Regions from separate parts of the Mus musculus genome. Here region 2 is linked to region 1. A link is a contact called in public Hi-C data. All regions are on one chromosome and are shown on one strand. Each heading gives the region's core, a stretch centred on a gene start, on an enhancer-like site or on the middle of the called end of the contact. The rest is flanking DNA. Distances are from core to core; before and after follow the strand shown.

Region 1 (6,451 bases), core at 1,234-3,733:
TACCTTCCCATCCTTTTCCTTCTCCCTCTGAAACTGTTCAATCCCAGCAATGCCCCCCTCCCTCCTTAATGTCTTTTGTGTGTAGTTATGACTCTGTAAGTTTAGTTACAGTTTCTTGTATGGGCAATGGTGACAGGTTATGTCATGGAGCCCTGGTCAGCATTAATTATCAGTAGTTCCTTAGGGAATCATGGAGTCTCATGAGCCCCTCCTCTGACCATGAAGAGATATTGAGGCACGCACTCTTGTACAGGACTGATGTGGATACCTGTTGTTGCAGTGATATGTCATCTCTAGAATACCTCTTTTGCGACACACCTTCCAGTCCTCTTCCCTTTGATGATGTTCTCTGAGTCTTGAAGAGGGCGGTAGATGTCCCATTGAAGTCTCAGCTCTCTTGTGTCTGCTTAACCACTGCCTACTGCAAAACAAATCTCCCTGATGAAGGCAGCCCTGATCTGTGTGTGTAAACATGACTGTTTAGAAGGCAGTTTGACCACATGTCCATTTATCCGAGTGATGGGAGTGTGTTTCCCTAGGACCGATGGTCTCCCAGCCACAAGCTTTGGACAAGGTTTACTGTATCAGAATGAGCTCCCTCCTTGGAGCAGGCCTAAACTCCAGTCAGAAAGGGGTTAGCCATAACATCCATGCTCTGGCAGCTTTAAAAAAAGCATTACATGTGAGGAGGGGACACACACATACTCCACAGCATGTGTGTAGAAGCCAGGGATAACTTACTCGTTCTTTTCTTCCATCGTATAGAGGCATGGGTTGGACTCAGGTCATCAGCTGGAGTAGCAAGTATCTCCATCCACTGATCCATCTCAAAGGCTCCTTGCCAGTTCTTGTAACTCCTTATTTTAATAATTTATTATTTACTTATTCATACATTCATTTTTGTCATTCTGGGAAGCGGACCTGTTGCCCCACACTTGCTAGGCAGTTGCTGTGCCGCTGAATGGTCAGCCCCAGCTAAAATGTTGAATGCCTGTTTTATCCAGGCAAACTCTGCTGTTGTCCATTTCCTCATCTCTTGGATCCAGTAAAGTGCTTAGCCATAGTAGGTGTTCAGCCAGTGTTTGCAGAATGGATGACTGAAGGAGATAGGGCAGCTCAGGGAACTGTACTACTGAGCATATTGCAGGGTTATAATATTGAATTGAATTTTTCCACTCAGCAGACCTACATAACAAAGTGCATCCCAGATACCCTCAGGTTTGTATGCTGGGAAAACAGAGTGCTTTCTCTTGATCATAGACCGCTACATGTTTTGATTTTAATAGCAATATGGCAGGGTTAAGGTCAACTTTGTAATATAATCTGGTGCCTGTTTGTTCATAGATATGAAAATAGATGTTCTTCACAAGATGCTCAAACAGATGATTGGGTGAAAGCTCTAGAAAACCTTGCAATAACTAAAAGGAAAGATCTCCCACTTCTGCTTTCCATCACTGTCAAATGGGGTACAGTTTTGTGCAGCCCCAACCATTCTTTCTTGTCTCATCATCTTCCCAGGTCCAGTCTTTGTCTGGCGAAGGCAGCATATGACTGTTAGTATAGCAAGGAGATGGTTCTTGAGAAATCCAGCCCCCACACACAATGCTCCAGAGCTCCTCCCCTGGGAATGGCATGATTGGATCCGCAGCAGGCAGAGCTGGCCCAGGGAAATAAGAGCTTGGCATAGAATCTTAGGGCCCTCCTGCTGGAGGGGCCCTCAAGAGAGTTGCTTCACACCCACCCTCCTTCAACTGGCTGGACAGTAGAAAGATGTGTAAGAAAACAAATTCCTGGCTGAATGAATAGAGGATTAAGTGAACGAGAGATGAGTCCCCTGTTCCAGAAGTCTCTGCCATCCCACTTGAATAGAAAGGCTAACTTTGAAGCCACTCTGTTCTCCATGGCATGATTTTGTATATACTCAGCTTTGGAATATGGTTGCCATCTGCTGCCAGTACATAAGACTAAGGAAGTATTGGGGTGGGTAGGAGGAGGCTGGGAGGAAAGAAAGAGACACTTAAATGAGCTAATGATCTGCTTTGTGTTGGAGTCTAGGTTTCAGAACATCAGTTCCGTACTGTAAGAACAAAACACCAGTGTGTCTTAGGCCACACCAGGCGCCGGCACATCAGATAAGGCCCATGCTGTGTAGTGTTCAGCCACTGAGCCTCAAGAAGTTTTGAAAGTGAAATTAGAGGAGCAAACCAAGGAAGCCAAAGTGGGAAAGCTCTTAGGGTAAAATATGATCAGAAGGACTCTGCAGATATGTGTCTTCGAGGTTACAGTAGTTCAAACATGACTCTACTAATTAAAGACTTGGAAAATAGTCTCAATCCTAGGAACTTAAAGATCTTTAAACTAAAGTGGAGACTTCTCCATCTACTGCAAAGGCATTGTGAAGCTTTTGTACAGTCACAGGATGAGAGTGACCCAGCTATTGTGCATTGTTGTGCACTTAACTATTGATTAAGAGCCATAGATTGCTGTCCTGGCAGCAGGAGTGGGTGGTCTTTTACAAGCAAAAACCCTGGTAAGCAAAGCCAGCAAAGGCAAGACCATCTATCTCTGAAAAGCAGTGAATAGCTCAGAGAGCTTCCTCTTTCCCTGATATTATCTGTATAAATTACCAGTTATGGCACAGGATCATGTTGATAATTTATATACCAAAATGACATGCCAAAGAATAATAATTAAGCAGAGATGTACACTAGTGAAAAAATTATCCCAGCGAAGTTTACTTTTGAGAAAGATTAGCTAATTAGCCAAGTATGACATTTGAAGGCAAGTCCCCTTCTACTCTTAATAGTAGCTCTGTCTCCACTTTGAGGAGTTAGCAGGATTGTAGGGCAGAAATATTTTCTGGCGTGAAAAGGAAAGAATTCCTTCATTACTATAAGCAAAGTGAGGAGACAGGGAGAGTTGTGGAAAAGCAGAAAATCAGATCAGCACGCATAGAAAGTGGTTGCAAGAGCATGTCGACCTCAGAGCCCTAGAATGACCAAGCCAGGAAATATTTGTTGGCTGTACAAGCTTTGGCCTTGATTCGTATCTGCCATCAGAGCGAAGTCATCCACAGCTGTGATGCAACCACAGAATGTTATTAATGTCCTCAGCCCCTCTCATATGCAGTCTCTCATCCCAGGAGCCCAGTGTGCCTTAGGACTCTGCTTGGCTTCTCCCAAGACAACCCCATGGAGCATAAACATCTTCATTTATAGATGAAATAACTGGTCCACAAAGGCCCGACTCTGTTCTCTGGCTTCAAATGTGAAATGATTAATAGTCATGATGCTGACCCAGCACGTTGTGCTATTTTTTACATTATTTTGGGCTTCTCAGACAAAGGACATATTTTATCTTTCTCATTATTATTTTTAATTACTTTTCAGAAAAGTCAAGATAAAAAAAAGAAGAAGAATCTAACAAATATCCCATAGAGATATTTGGTATTTTCTCTCTCTCTTTTTGAGAATAAATTAAGATCTTCTCTGCTTCTCTATGCTGGATCTCTGCAGATAGTCACAGTCTCATGCCAGTTTTCAGAGGAATAAGGGCTCATTCTAATGGCTGCATCACAGTCCCTTCTGTGAAGAAACAGCCTTTTAAATTCCTGTCTGGACACTGAATAACTTGTTTTTGGTTTAAAAACTTTTAACAGTTTGACCTGAAAACTTTTAAACATTACTAATATACAACCTGGTTGTGAGTTTAGCAATAAATTTAGACCCAGTATGTGAAAAGCCAAAGAGAAGACTAGTGGCTTTTATTCTCCCTGGTGACCTGCACTAAATGTTGCATATTTACTTTGTAAATGAGGACACCCAGTGGCCAGCAAGTGAAAATATTCTAAACAATCCCCGACACTGTTAACATAAATATAAAGAGCTGTTGTCAGCACCCATTGATAGATAGCTTCTAGCATCTACTACCAAGCACTGGTTTCCCTGGGTCAGGCAAGAGTGGAGCCTGATAATTTTCTACCTCACTTTCCAGACTAGGTGTCTCTTTCCCTTTCATATAAACGTGGCTCGCCATCTTTGGCATCCACTGAATCGTCAGTGGCAGAAGGGCCTAGTAGAATATTTCTTAGGACAGATGAAGTCAGGAAGTTGAGAATAACTTAACAGAGATCAGAAATAATAAACAGATGAGTGTGGTTTAAAAGAAGTGAGGTAAGTTCATAAACCATAAGTTCATGGTGAAGACAGAGCCATGGTTATTAACTAATGAGAGAGTAAGGAAATTAAAAACAAAACCCAAGAGGAAGAACAGATGTGGGCCACCAGGGACTAGAAGGACCTCCTGGAACAACGGGTAGGCTCACCTCAGAGCAAATGAGCCCTGAGCTCCACTTATTCTCAGCAGTGTCTGTACAGTGTCTGTTATGGAGAAGTAACCAAAGAGAACACCTACCCCTTTGGGGGAATGTGTGGGACAGTGTCAGGGATCCAGTTAGCAACCTGTGTTCTTTCAGTTACAGTTAGAGTTGTACTTGTATTTGCAGTAGGTAAGGTAGAGCTGTCTTATGGCTGTAAGACAGGCACAAGGGAAAATGGGGAAGGCATTAACTTACTGTCATTATAAACTATCTAGTATGTGTGTAAAGTACAGCTATATTCTTAAACATTCAAATATGTGAACCATTTCCTTGTTTTTCTTAAGAAAATTAAACCTAAGACTCCTGGGTGACCAGTTTATATAGAAACCTAATGAAGTCTCAAGACTGTCTTCCCCTCCCCAGATTTGTACAAGACATGGGAAATCTAGGGAAGGGGTCACATCCTTGGTCCATAGTGAGCTTTGTAGTTGGCATTGCTTGACTCTCTGATCCTTTTGGCTTCTAGGAACTACTCCACTCTCTGTGGTTATAGATGCCCTCAACATGGAGCCTGAGTCCCTCGGATCACTCTTTCTCTCAGAACAGTTAGTGTCCCTTTATGTCTAGCCCCCCAAAATATGCAAAGACATTTTCCACAAAGGCTTATGTGCAAGTTGACTTGTTTCAGTTCTCTTTTGTTTTGTCTGTGAGAGCCTTTGCTGAGATAGGGTCTTACCACATACCTTGGACTGACAAGTCTCCCACCTCAGCCTCCAGGATGCTGTGACCACAGAAATGAGCCATCGCTTGCTTACCTTTAATATTTTAAAGGAAGATGATGATTTTTCTTCTCAGTAATATTACCTCAATCTGACTTCAAAGCATCAGACTCCCCCCTTCATATCCTAGAAAGAGTCCTAATTAGTTCCCTTTAGAAGACCAAATTGAGAATGAAAACCCTTCCTTGTAGGGATTAATAAACTCTGAAACCACAGCTCTTTTGGATGAGGGAGCCCATGTCCATATACAAACACTCAATGCTTCTGATCTACAGGAGGAGGAGAAATGGGACTCTCTTATAAACGCCTTCTCATTCTATAACAACAAACGAAAATTTAATAATTCTACTTATACCTCCAAACCAGTGGAAAGCAGGAAAAGGAAGAACTCAGCATAAACCCTAGTAATCATGTGAAGTGTCCCAGAGAAAGGAGAGTTGTAAATAAGTTTCAGGGAAGGTTTGTAAGGTTTGGTGAGTGGAAAAGCCCAGTGACTTGAGAACTTTTGTAAGATGAGCAGAAGGAGAGAATGTGGAGTGAGTGCAGTCGGGAGACCATGGCACAGTGGTACTTAGCTGGTCTAGCACGCCCTAGACTCCACCAACAGCAAGCTTCCATCCTAGCCCCCAAGTGAGTAATGAATACCATATAGGTGGAAATCTGCAAAATGACCAGGCTCTTGAATCAGTTCAAAGATTCTGTTTGAGAATACAATGAGAATCAAATTAAACCAACCTGACAGACATGAGACAAGACTGTAAGAACACAGGTAAGGCGTCATAGAGCTCGGTCCTTCTACTCCAATCCATGAATACTATTGTAAATATTATAGCACTACAGAACAGGGTATGGAGATAGAATAATATTAAAGCAAACTTCTCCTTATGAGCACAACTGTGAAGTGTGCTTTCTGCTCCATTTGGTCAGCAGCGCTTCCTGGAGCTTTTGAACTCTGTCAACACTTCTGCACTAGCTTAGCATCATCTTCTTAGCACAAGAAAGGAACCTACCTGTTCGTTTTAATTTTATTTTAGATTTTTACATTTGAAGACACTTGTTCCATACTCCATACATAATCTAATATACTCATTAGATTTTGTTACTGAACAAGATATGGCCATTTAAATGCAAGTCTATAATGTGCATGAAGCTGATTCTATAATGGGTCACCACAAGTGGGCATCTGAGTTGTAGCTACTTACTGTCTTAAGGTGGCCTACACAAAAATCACCTCTGAGCTGCCATTTGACCATTAATCTAGCAAAGCATTGGGGAAGGAGGCCTGTACTGTTTAGTAGGGGAATGCATAGATAGCAACTGCAGTCCCCAGCTTCCATAGGGAAAGAGCCCACCT
Region 2 (6,451 bases), core at 1,196-3,695, 470 kb after region 1:
TGTTACCATTTTTGGTTTCATGAGGTATAAAAGTCGACAGTGAAAGTTATTTCTCATAGTCTAGGATTAAGCACTGCAATTCGTGTAAGTAAATAAATACATATAAACACACACTCATATATCCCAGCTTTGATCACAAGAGTTAAGTAGAAAACCTGAAGCTATGGCTCTCACCATCAGCAACTATGGAGACTTAGTCCTACCAATACCCTGCATTTAAGCAGTCTTACAAGAAAGACACATATTAGCACATCTATCTAACTGCATACCATTCGGACTGACCTATATTGTCAGACTGTGACTCAATCTCTATTTTACAAGTGATTCCACTGAAGTCAGGTAGGCTGTAGGGCACCCTAGACGGCAAAGCCACTAGGGGCAGAGCAGACGCTATTTTATCCCCAGTGTTCTATTTTCAAGCTAATTCACTCAGGTATGTCACACTGCCCTCCAAGTTCACTATTGTGGAACAGCTGCCTGGATGTATTATTCTTCATTACTGCCTTTTCCTTAGTTCTTGAAACATCAGACTTTAAGAAGTCTGTGGCCTGTTTATCAGACACCTTCCAGGAGCTGTGCCACAGCTTTGGTAATGACAGCAGCTCCTCCCATAGGCATGTAGGGTGCCAGGAAGCCTGTCCCCTGGAGACCCACAACTCTGGTTGTGCGTCCCCTGGTAACCCCGAGGGACTGAAGGGTAAGATCAAAAAACGCAGATCACGGGAGGAGAAGCAACAGGGCTCAGGGCAGGACACGCGCCAGGTGTTGGAGACACATTCATACAACACACAGAGTACGCTGTGGGCTGGGGATCTAGCCTAGTGGTGGAGCATTAAGTCAGCATTCAAAAGTCCATGGGTTAGATCCCTGGAATTAAAAGAAGAAAACAGGGGAGGGACCAGACAGCCCATAACAAGGAGTTTGAAAAGCAGTACAAACCTACCTGGCACTGCATCCTCGAAAGAAATTTTGGTAGCTATGATGCCGCATGAAACCTGATACTTCATCTACTTTTGCTTGAGCCAACCGGCACATGAACTGTGAACTATGAACAAGAGCCAAGAGGTGAAGCTCTGTCCTAACGTACACTAGGACCTTGGATTTACACCCATTAAAGAAAATTTAAATAAAAGAAACTTATTAGAGTTGTATTCTTATAGAGACAGACAACTGTCATCTTTGTAAAGTAAAAAGGGACACAGCTCTTGGTTCCCCGACTCTGAAATGGCCCTGGCATTCTTGATTTGGGTTAAACGACACATTTCCTGCCTCGTGAGAACGTTCCTGCTACACTACCAGGTCTTCCTGGTGTTGAGTCTGAATTCTGTGAACTCTGCCTTTTTATTGCATTGTACTGATTTTCTGACATTATCATAAGAAAAGAAAATCAAGCAACATGGAAGAGTCCATGGTAGAAACCAGATTGAATTAAAGTAGGTGGAAATAAAATTTCTTCCAGACTTCCTAAACATCATTCTCTTGGTTATGGTAACAGTTGTATGTTGTGTAATGAGTTTCTTCAACAGTGGACTTTTTTTTTTTTTAAGTAGACTATATACTGATACAGTTAACCCCATTCTTCCTCCTCGCTCCAACCCCGCCCACTCAGAAAGCTTCCAGATGTAGACGCTGGGGCGGTTCTGTAGAGGGTGTGGTTTGATGCTTTGATCGGGAATCTGGGTGGCCACATGCTAAGGTCCATGTCCCCAATTGGTTCTTGATTGATCGATAAAGATGCCAGCAGCCAATGGCTGGGCAGAAAGAAAGAGGCGGGACTTCCAGGTTCCTAGGAGACAGGAGAAGGCAGGAAGGGAAGATACTTGGGAGAGAAATCTGAAAGCCTCTTGGGCAGCAGGACCATTGGGCTTCACAGAAGGTAACCGGGCAACTAAGCTGAGGGCAGAGTTAGAGGTGTTGAGCTAGGAGTAAAGAGATGGGTGTAGTAGCTGCTAAAGGCTTAGAAGAGCCCATCCACTGAGCCAATAAGAGAAGCTAAAGATGAGCTAATGTTTGTGTGTCTTTCATCTGCGGATTCAAAGATTCCCTGGGCGGTTGGTTGGAAGTGCGGCCTGCGCAGGAGCATAAGGCAGGGTAGTAAAACTCTCGCAACATGATTCCATGAAATTATAGGAAGCTAAAATAATTCCTATCACCTAGTCACGCTGCATCAGTCATAATGTCACGGTGCGACACATTGCTCACCAGTCTGTGGCAATGCTACTGCAGATGAACCTCCTGAAGTGCCAGAACTGCCCGCCCTATGGAGGTCTAGCATGCACATCTGTGGACGGCGCATCATAATTGATCATGTGTGTCTGTATTAGTGCACTTTATGCTGGCTGCACAATGATGAAGTCTGCCGACAGTACCTTCCTCGGAGCACGGGTTCACACTAAGGAATGACTTAACTACACAGACACTGGGCCCTTGAATTAGGCAGCCCGAGTGGCTATGCTACCTGAGTGCTGGCATTCCTTGCTGCTTCCCAGGTATCTTCCTCAAGCAGTTATTGTATCTTCAGTGATCTCATCAACTTACATAAGCCTATTAAAATATGACAAAAGCATACCGAGGAAACTCCAGATGAAGAGGTGGAGAATCATGTTCATAGCTGTGTCTACCAGAACTCTAATTAATCTTGAGCAGGGTCTTTAAGGTTTGTTTCTCTGGTCTAGAATGTTCTGGTGTTTGGATCAGTTCCAAAGGTTCCTTAACTTCTGGGAAAGTCTCTCAAATTCTCAAGATGTCATTCTGATCTTTAAGTTCATTCAATGTGAATGTATACAAAAATTCCTAAGACTGTGAAATTATCTTAGAGACCTAAACAGAGGCAATGAAGACCTTTGATGCTTTGCAAATTTTAAAACATGTAAGTCATCTGGACATCTTGTAAAGCAAACAAACAAACAAACAAACAAACATCTCAATCTAGTCATTGAGCCCAAGATGTTGTATTTTATCCAGATCATAGACGGCGATGGTTCTGTTGCCCCCTACACCTTCAGATGCAAGCGTCTGGTTTCCAAAGTGTTATTCTGTTGTTCTTTCCTTCTATAACTGTCTTGCTTTAAGTCATCCAAGAGTAACCACAGCTACTTAACCCTCAGAGCTATAAAATTTCCTCAGTTACATCAATATCAGCTACAAAAAATAAGCTTAGCCAGACTTTACACAGAGAATGAGAGATCCTGGAACACATAGCCCTAAATGGGATGTCCCCATCAAATTCTCCCTACCCCTTAGAGCTCAGGTAAGCCACAGGAAGAAGGGACAGAGAGAGTGTAAGAGGCAGAGAGGATAGAGGACACCAAGCAAACGAGGGCCTCTAAGGCAACATGAGTAAACTCATATGAACCCACAGACACCGAGGCAAAAACACAGAACCTGCGTGGGTCTGCATCCATGCAACATGTAGGTCCTCTGTGTATATGTTGTGGCCTCTAGCTTAGTGTTTTTATGGGACTCCCGAGTGTGGGAACAAGTGGGTCTCTGGTTCTTGTGCCTTCTCTTGGGCTCTTTTCCTTCTGCTGGTTTGTCTTTTCTAACCTCAACATGATAGTTTTTTATTTATCTTATTATATTGTATTTTGTTACATTCTATTATTACTCTTTTCTAATGAGAGTCAGAAAGGAAGTGGACTCAGACAAGCGAGGAGGTGGAGAGGGCCTGGGAAGAGGGTGGGAGGGAGAACCACAATCAGAATATATTACGTAAAGGGGGGAAAATCTGTTTTCAACAAAAGGGGAAAAAAACTAAGTCTCAGGAGTCCAAGGCTAGCCCTAGCCGCATAGCAAATAGGAGAGCAGCCTGGACAACTTAGGATACTTCTGTCTCTCCCCTACCCATAAAAGTTTCTAAATGATATATAGATTTTTTTCTAAGTTTCCAAGAATGATATAGTTGATACAAATGGCATGATTTTGTTTATGTTATTTTAGTGTATTTCTTAGCAATAACATATTTTCCTTAGGTTGTGGCTAACCAAAAATAAAACATAGCCTTATGATGTTAAGTCTTTTACTACGAGGAAGTAAGAGCTTACTAGCTGTGTGAAGAGTCAGTAACAGCCATGCACTGACTTCTTAATTATAAAGAGGATGGCAGCCTGTGTACTACTCTTTATAGCCTGTTGATACCATGTCCTTTAATGACTATTCTCATGGATACAGGATACCCAAGGTGGGTTTCCCGTAAACCAATACTGGAATTATGGTTGCTGTGTGACGCTCTTTAAACCTCATTTCTAGTTGTAAGGCATGATATTTCTATCAAATACCAAAATCCTCATAGGAATTGCTGGCTTTGGAATGAGCCATTAAAATAACAAATGTTAGCATTCACACAGTGACAGACACGTTCTCCTATTACACTCCACAGTCTCAGTGTGCCTACTGGGAAGTCGTAGTCTCTTTTTATGTGGGGAAACTGGAAGGATAACAGAGTTACACTTAAGATAGATCTGAAGATCTAACTTAATAACCCATCTTCTAGCCATTACACACTGCAGAGCATGCATTGTGAAGCTGTGCTTGCCACGGGAACCGATTCCTTGAATGAAAATTACATAAAATAGCTTGGACTCAGAAACATAGTTTATGCGATGTTAGCATCTTTCCAATACGGCTGATAACACTAAGCACACAGTCCAATTGTAAGGCAGTATTTTCACAAGGAGACAAACAGATCACTGCACTCCACCGACCAGACAACAGCGCCTTCTAGTGGCCAAACGAAAATTAGTGAGAACTGTCATTGGGTCTCGGAAGTCACAACATCTGAAATCTTGAAGCTAACCACAAAGGATTAAATAAATTGTTGTAGAATTAAAGAGAATTTGTATTCAAGATTAAAAGATACTACCCAAAAGCTCCAGTCGCCGCTCCAATTATGTGTGCTCTGTCCCTGTTTTTTGGCTGATACTATATTCTCATCCACAACAGGGCCAGGACTTTCCTCGGGCTCTTCCTGTAGCTCCGTCGCAAGACTTGAATCCCCTTCATTTACTATCTGCAAATAAACGCCAACAATTTAAGTTTCTTATCCACAAATGGCACTTTAAAAGAAAAACGTGTTCTGAATATATAAATTACTTTTAAATTTCATTTTTAAGCTTTCTTTTTATAAACACCTTAAATTATTTATTTGTGTGTGTCCGTCATGTGCGCCCCGAGGATCGAACTCCCGTGGTCAGGTTTAGGGGTAGGCACCACTAACCCATCCTGCCAGTCCAATAAATTAACTTCTAAAGAAAAAATATTTGAACACTTAGAAGATGGAAATTAGTGGCTGGAGAGATGACTCCGTTGGCAAAGTGCTTCCTGAACAGGACTGAGGACCCAGACTTAAACGCCCCACCCCACCCCACCCCAGCATCCACATATAAGTTGGGCATGAGTCTAGTGCAGATGGTGATGCAACAGGTGGACTACTGAGGCTCAATGGCAAGTAAATCTTGTTGAATTGGTGAGCTCTATGTTCAACAGAGACCTTTATCAAAATATAAGGTGGGGTGACTGACAAGATACCCCACATTGACCCGTACACATATTCATACACCACAAACACATATATGCTCACAAAAGACAGGAACGAATGTCTTTGCTTCCTCCCATTTGTCATGTATACACGCAGCAAACATCTTCCAACCACTACCATTTGCTAGGTAGTTGCTGGTACTAGAAATACAAAAAATAGGGGGCTGGAGAGATGGCTCGGTGGTTAAAGAACACTGACTGCTCTTCCAAAGGTCCTGAGTTCAAATCCCAGCAACCACATGGCAGCTCACAACCATCTGTAATGGAATCTGATGCCCTCTTCTGGAATGTCTGAAGGCAGCTACAGTGTACTTACATATAATAAATAAATAAATCTTGGGGCTGGAGCAAGCAGGGCTTGAGCGAGAAGGGAAAAAAAAAGACGTTAAAAAAAAAAAAAGCAATGTAATGAGAGTATGGCCACTGTGGAGAAGTATCTGCAATGCCCGTATTTGGAAGGAAGATGGGGAGGATGATGGACAGCAGGCATTATAAGAGATCATGACGCACCGGGCTCCATGAACATCATTACTATTGCTGTTCCTTAGCCTTCTTCATAGCAAGGCCATTCCTTGGGGTTACAAGGAAAAGCACCGAGGGCACCAGGCAGTAGATCAAATGTGTTAAGTCTACCCAATTTAAGCCCGGGCTCTTAAATCCTATGAAGTAACCATGGAAGGTGCCAACCCTGGTGACACTGATTTGTGGCTCTCTGGAGGGAAAGATTCACAAACCATGCTAGGGTACAGAGAAGGACACCCACCAAAGGAGGGATCGACAAACCTGGACACGGGGGCGGGGGGAGGAACAAACAAAAGTCTATAATTTGACCCAGTTAGAAATACAGTATTTATTAATTTTTATAAGGATTCCCTCTTCTCCCAAATCTTCAGATCGTTTCTCCAATTTCTTACGT

Evidence for each region. Hi-C and Micro-C count contacts between places; a contact is called where the count stands out from the background.
Region 2: a contact with region 1 is called in a Hi-C map of the N1E-115 cell line, with 4 times the contacts expected there. The contact joins two enhancer-like sites. A contact is called at or near these places in 10 of 484 Hi-C or Micro-C datasets (3T3-L1-derived adipocytes, the HL-1 cell line, the N1E-115 cell line and 6 more) and 2 of 115 datasets of contacts at active chromatin or transcription factors (embryonic basal ganglia and oligodendrocyte precursor cells).

The regions. Positions count from the first base shown.
Region 1 is chr16:43,589,193-43,595,643 of GRCm38.p6, forward strand. All of the region lies in intron 9 of Zbtb20 (zinc finger and BTB domain containing 20), which reads left to right. Among named protein-coding and RNA genes, the nearest start is that of Mir568, 48 kb to the right of the region's middle. Within about 2 kb of position 2,484, at least 71 of the 459 cell types and tissues checked have an H3K27ac peak or open chromatin away from gene starts, as enhancers often do. A contact at or near this core is called in the N1E-115 cell line, where this site is marked.
Region 2 is chr16:44,054,241-44,060,691 of GRCm38.p6, forward strand. It overlaps a transcript of Gramd1c not described here. Among named protein-coding and RNA genes, the nearest start is that of Gramd1c, 15 kb to the left of the region's middle. Within about 2 kb of position 2,446, at least 18 of the 459 cell types and tissues checked have an H3K27ac peak or open chromatin away from gene starts, as enhancers often do. A contact at or near this core is called in the N1E-115 cell line, where this site is marked.